Linked DNA regions of Mus musculus: region 2 is linked to region 1. A link is a contact called in public Hi-C data. All regions are on one chromosome and are shown on one strand. The core of a region is the stretch at or near the end of the contact, and the rest is flanking DNA. Distances in the headings are between cores, read along the strand shown. Region 1 overlaps Chl1 (cell adhesion molecule L1-like). Region 2 overlaps Chl1 (cell adhesion molecule L1-like).

Region 1 (3,152 bases), core at 184-2,683:
TTCTTACTCCCTTTGTTCTCAAGATAGTCCTTTTTCCCTCTCCAGTATAATTTCTCATTTGTTGTATTTTCTTTTTTGTAGATTGAAATTTAACTAGATTGTAGTGCCTGAATTATAGTTTCTTATTATGTAAAGAAGCAACTAAATGATCAAATTGTCTTATACTTCTAGCTTATCAGTCAGTCTTCAGTATCCCTTTCAATGCTCCTTCTTAGTTTTTGTTCTTACAATTATTTATATCTCCTAAGTAGAAAAGTCTTAGGGATGTTTGAAATAAAACTGTTTTTTTTTCAATAGTAATGAAGTGATAAGACATTAGTACCGAGTAACAACAGGAGTAGGGTAGAGGGTAAGGATTTCTAGACTAAATTAGTTTAAAAGATCACATATTCAATTAAATGGAATAACAGCAAACTTGGAAAGGTATTTTATTAGATTATAATGGTATCATCTACGTGTGTGTCTATCTGCATTAGGACACTGTTGGACCACATACATCCTATACACACACACACACACACACACACACACACACACACACACACACACACATGCAGAGAGAGAGAGGGAGAGAGAGAGAGATTAGATTACACATGATTAGTGAGGATCTTTCTCACCAAAGTTGAATGAAGCAGACGAGAGCTCAGCAGGCTAAGGCAGCCTCTGTGAGCATACAAATAAGTCTGATCAGCAGCTACAGTAGCAAGAGACTCCCCACTTGATGCCAAATAACTCTTCAAAAATCCAAGTAAGAATGTCATCACAGAATCTGATCTCTATTGTCATGCGTGTTCTTGACAGTGGTGAGAAATGGAGACCTGTTAGGACCCATGTAATGCTGATTATATGACATGAATGGTTTTTGCAGGGTCTCACAATGACAGAATATTTGAACAGTAGAAGTTGGACCCCAACTGTGTAATACACTGACTATACAGCATCCTTATCACTTGAATTATAAAAGCATATTGAATCTAAGATTATTTAGCTTCAGCCTTGAATAGGAAACAGGTGAATCAGAAAGCCTCACTCAAAATCAATCCGTGCCAACACTGCAGGAATTCTCCCCACTGAAAGATTATTTGTAACCCTTAGGATACTGAACAGCACAGAATGACTTCAGTCTGTGTATTTCCCTAGTTAAGTAAACATTGTTGGTTTGCCTCCAGAAGCCAATAAATCCCAGTGTGCTCTAGTGGTGTGTGTACCACTCACAGACTGGTTGGGAGCCACATAAAGTGCTGTTTTGTGCATTGTTAGTTTCCCATAAGCGATTCTATTTGCTATAATCAAGCAAAAAACAATGGCTTCAGAAACGGGCCTAATGGGATTGAAAGGAAATTACTAAACAAAGGTGTAAAGGGCACAGTCTGTGCAGTGTGTCCCTTGCTCAATTGCTCAGCAGTAGGGACTTTCTTTTACTTGCTAGCATGGAATTTTTCTTCCCAGTGTACTGGTGTGAGCTTCTCTCCGGAGGCATCGCAATCTGTTTAGAGCTTCTTGGCAACAGCTTTTGGATTCAGGCCAATGTGATTGCCTGCAAATGCTGCAAGAGAGGAAGGTTACTTGCCGATATATATTTAAAACCATCTTTACTTTCCTTTAGTGCCAAAGAAGTTACACTTTTATAAATCTCCTTAATTAGCAACTTCAGCCAGATTGCTTTCGGGTTACTAGATGCTATTTAGCCAGTGTGAGTGATGCTTATTAGAGTTTTGATAACAGATATATATATAATCTAGTTAGCTTCTTACATTTACTGTTTGGTGCCTGAGAGAAAAACTAAGGTCATCAAAGGTGTATTCATGGGCCTGAATTAGAAAACAGGCCTATGGATGCTCTCCTATAGTCTTAGTGCCAAGCCTCAAACGGTCTGGGAATTAACAAGGAAAGGCTTTGTATATTGATTGAAATACATCCTTCATTTCCCGTTGATTTGTTACAAGATGGGAGCTTGGCATGAACTGCTGTGGGTAGGAAATGGCCTTTTGAATTGAAGGCCATGTTGTCTCTAATTTGATGGATGTCTGTTTTTGGAGTGCTTTTTAATAGAACTCTCCTCATTTTACTGGCATTGTGTCATTTAGAGGCATTGGTCACAGCCTCAGACCAATTGGCTCTCATGCACAACAGTTTGTAGAGGACAGGCAGGGATGAAGTCTGACAAATTGTGGTTTGTTCCAGAATACCGTAATCTGTGAGGGCAGGTACTTCCATAATGCTTACTGTGTGAAGTGTGATTACATGACTGTTTCATGTCTGCCCTTTTGACTTCTGATGTTCTGAGATATAGTCCCAGAATTTCAAGCATCAGAGCAATGCTAGTGAGTTTTTACACCGTGGATTGTTTTTCATGCAAATTGGGAGGAAGAGTCAAATTAGTATGTTTGATAAAATAATGAAAAAAGTTAACTTAAAAGTTTCTCTATACCAGGAAATTATCTCTCAAACTGCTATTTTGGTCAATCTCTAGGTGTTATAGACTGCAGGCAATGATTCTACCTTGATAATCCAGGCAGACCACCGTGGATCAAAAATTCCTGGTAAGAGTATTTGCCTTAATCAGTTTCTTTATGCATTTGTACTGTGTTTAATCATCAAATTACAAAACTACACAGGTGTAGACAGAGGAAGTTACAAGGGATAAGAAAATGTCACAGAAATTGGATATTCAGTATTCTTAAGGGCATTATCAGGTTTATAATAGTGTGTGTGTGTGTGTGTGTGTGTGTGTGTGTGTATAAGAGAGTATATATATATGTATCTAAGTGTATGTATGTGCGTGTATGCATATTCAGCTGTGTGTGTTTATGCCTATGTGTGTGACTTTGCATGAATGTATGCGTGTGTGTTACATTAAAATGTTATCATTTTTTTAAGAGTAAAACTCTTCCCTTGAAGTTATTTTTCTTGTTCACTGACCTCTTGGCATATTTGAAAATTACATCTTAACCATATTTATCTAGATGTCATTTTTTAATGGGAAAATGAATTTGGCTCCTGGGTTCTGAGAAGGTTAACTTCTTAGGAGGCTGATGCTTTATGTAAGAAAATCTTATATTTTCAGGGGTCAAAGAGAGCTTTCCCCTCTGTGGTCTGGAGGGAGTTTGAACTGTCCCTGGGATTTGGATAAATGTGAAATCTGATACTTC
Region 2 (3,152 bases), core at 251-2,750, 120 kb after region 1:
AAAATAAAGCACAGAATCAAACAAAACAGAGCTGTCCAGGATAGAAGAGCTGTTAACCTAGCTGAATAAATTGTCCCTACCTGTGATGTCATGTTCACCGGATTTAAATAATTTAATTTGTTTATAAGAAGTGAGGAGATAGACAAATGATTTTTTTCAAGAACAGAAATAAAAGAAGAAATTCAGGAAACTGAGGTGCTTGCATTGCTAAAGCACAGACTCATGAAAATCTGTGTGAGAGGAACAGAGGCCCAGGGCAACCTGTCACTTGGCAGATGGCCATTTTGACAGATGGTATAAAAGGCAAGCAGGTAGGAGATTCAGAATCCCACCACTGCTTGGTGGCATGCTCTGTAGAATTCAACTGATAATCAATATACTCCCATATGTGTCTGTCTGACTGCAGTGACCATTTCCGAAGGATATCTGCTGAGCACGGGTGCTGGGCTTGGTCAAAAAGGAGATTGTTAGAAAACTGTGAGGTTAACCACTTTGGCTTTGACCGAAAAATAGCAAATGTTTGTAAGAAAGAACTTTATATTTACCTCCAATGTCATTGTTTCCTAATAACTGAGCTATTTTATTCATTATCAGTGTGAGCAAGTAATTTGAAATAACTGAAATAAAAAATTTGAGACATTGATTTAATTCTTGGGGCTGGGCAGATAAGATAGCTCAGTGGTTAAGATCACTTGTTGATGACCTGACTTGATTCCCAGTACCCACATGGTGGTTCATTACCATCTGGAACTCCAGTTCTAGGGCGCCCAATGCCTTCTCCTGGCCCCAAGGTCATCAGACACGCATGTAGTGCATGTACATACATGCAGGCAAAACACTCATGAACATATAATAATAATACATTTTGAAAAATTATTATATACTTCCTGACCAATGGCAAGTTTGACCACAAGCATAAGACTATACCGTTAGGAAGGATGGACTCTTATGGAACCCACTAAGAAAACAATGTAAATTTGAATCTGATAAGTCTTATTTACCTTCTGGGAGCATTGGGTTTGATAGTGATTAAATGATAACAGTAATCCATGTCACCCTGAGATTGTTCTCAGTGTAGTGACTAGAAACCAGAAATATGGTAAATATCAGAATTATGTGCTTTCCAATCCTGTAGGAGGAGAAAAAATAAGTTGTCTGCCACTTAGAGTTGCTTATCAGCAACACGATGAAGTCACAGTTTTCATTGGATGTCACTTTTCCACTCTCATTTTTATGAGAAGGGGGTTTTCCTCACATGTTGGCCCTAGATTCTGTTTCCCTTCATTGTGAGGCACGTGGTAAGGTAATCCTTGCCTTTTGTATTGCTTTTGTTTGTTTTGATCTTGTGAAGCAATCTCCCAAATGCTCCGGAATTAGGGAGATTCCGGGTTCTTGTCTCCTTCCCTCTTTCCGCAGAGCAGGAAATCAAGGTCTGTGCTGGGCACTCCAAGCTGTCCTAAAGTGAAAGAGCTGCTCCTCCACCCAGCCCACGCACTTGGCTCCACTCCTCAGCCACTCTAGCCAAAATTGGCTTCATTAGGATTCAAGGGGAAATTGTTGCCTGCCTCTGCTGGCTGCAGTGCCATGGTGTGGGAAGTCGCACAGGGAAAGGAGCTGTTGCTCTCTGACCACCACGGGGAGAATTTCACACCTGACAAATACCTTGTGATATTATTTCTCTGGACTTCAGTTATCCATTTTGCATACAGCTTCATTGATTCAGCCCTCACGTAGACTTAGCCTCCTTCCAGAACGGAAAAGATTCCTAGGGAGTAGACCATTAAAAGAGCTTATGATGAAACACGCTTATTCAAACTTGATATGTGTCCATTGGTAAGGCTGATAAAACTTCCTGCATATGTAAACTCAGCATGATAATAGGTACACCATGAGATATTACTTATAATTGACATTTACTTATCTATTCATTAATTATATTTCTTGCAGACCAACTCCACATATCCAGTGGAGCAAACCAGGTAGTGAATTACCAGAGGGAAGAGCAACAATTGAAGTTCATGAAAAGACATTGAAGATAGAAAACATCTCCTACCAGGATAGAGGAAATTATCGCTGTACAGCCAACAATTTGTTGGGGAAAGCCAGTCATGATTTTCACGTCACAGTAGAAGGTACGCCTTCCATGAGGATTTATGTTTCTACTTCGGAGTAAAAAAACAAGTGCATGCCATCACAGACCTTTGCTTCAACAATGCAGGTGTTAAAGCTGATCATTAGCTTGCAATTTTAGTTGTAATGTGGGCACTGAGTAACACTACACTTAATTAATCAGTCTTGTAATTTATCACCCCAAACCATATGGAAGGCATAAATGTCAAGAAGACAGCTTAGTCTCTAAACATACACCACCTCCATGGCCAGTTTAAAATGTCATTAAACCTAGCCTCCTGTAAGGTTTTATTGCATGAAATGGTTTTTATTATAATGCACACATGATGCTCATAAATAAGGTCATGTTTGTGAAATCAAACATTACTGCAAGGACCCTGGAAGGAGGTGGGGAGTGCTTGCTAATCTTGCCACTCAGTTTCTGTGTCTGTGATCACAGTCAGATGAATCGTCTTACATTTTTCCTCATTCGAGCCTTTTTTTTGTTCTGTACCCTGGTACTCAATACATCACTTAGAGTATGTATGAAGAGACCACATGGTGCAAATACTAATACTTTTTATCAAATAGTACCAAATATATTACTTTCATCTTCTAACCATAAAAACTGAACTCTTTTGATCAACTGAGATTTTCTGCCATTTTTTTTTATGAAAGGGGATAACATTTGAAATGTAAATAAAGAAAATGTCTAATAAGGAATGTAAAAAAGAAAGAAAGAAAGAAAGAAAGAAAGAAAGGAAAGAAAAGAAAGAAGGAAGGAAGGAAGGAAGGAAGGAAGGAAGGAAGGAAAAGGAAAGAAAGAAGAAAGGAAGGAAGAAAGGAAGGAAGGAAGGAAGAAAGAAAGAAAGAAAGAAAGAAAGAAAGAAAGGAATTAATTTGGTGATGATGGCATTACTCTCATGAGTAGCATTCACAATAATTAGATATCCAGGCTGTGGCTGCAGTGCTGGAGTTGAGGTTGCCTGATCTTGCTGTAAATTTGATTGACACAGACTCCTTCCTGAGGATCCAGTCACAAC

Evidence for each region. A called contact is a pair of places that touch in the nucleus more often than the background predicts.
Region 2: a Hi-C map of cerebellar granule neurons shows a contact between it and region 1, with 3 times the contacts expected there. The contact joins two enhancer-like sites. A contact is called at or near these places in 1 of 15 datasets of contacts at CTCF or cohesin (large pre-B cells) and 11 of 484 Hi-C or Micro-C datasets (the 63-12 cell line, brain, cerebellar granule neurons and 6 more).

What each region holds. Positions count from the first base shown.
Region 1 is chr6:103,557,573-103,560,724 of GRCm38.p6, forward strand. Chl1 (cell adhesion molecule L1-like) reads left to right here. Exons shown (of 27, transcript NM_007697.2): 2 at 2,474-2,543. Among named protein-coding and RNA genes, the nearest start is that of Gm24784, 30 kb to the right of the region's middle. Within about 2 kb of position 1,434, at least 49 of the 459 cell types and tissues checked have an H3K27ac peak or open chromatin away from gene starts, as enhancers often do. A contact at or near this core is called in cerebellar granule neurons, cerebellum and cortical neurons, where this site is marked.
Region 2 is chr6:103,673,026-103,676,177 of GRCm38.p6, forward strand. Chl1 (cell adhesion molecule L1-like) reads left to right here. Exons shown (of 27, transcript NM_007697.2): 9 at 1,948-2,132. Among named protein-coding and RNA genes, the nearest start is that of Gm52915, 17 kb to the right of the region's middle. Within about 2 kb of position 1,501, at least 35 of the 459 cell types and tissues checked have an H3K27ac peak or open chromatin away from gene starts, as enhancers often do. A contact at or near this core is called in cerebellar granule neurons, cerebellum and cortical neurons, where this site is marked.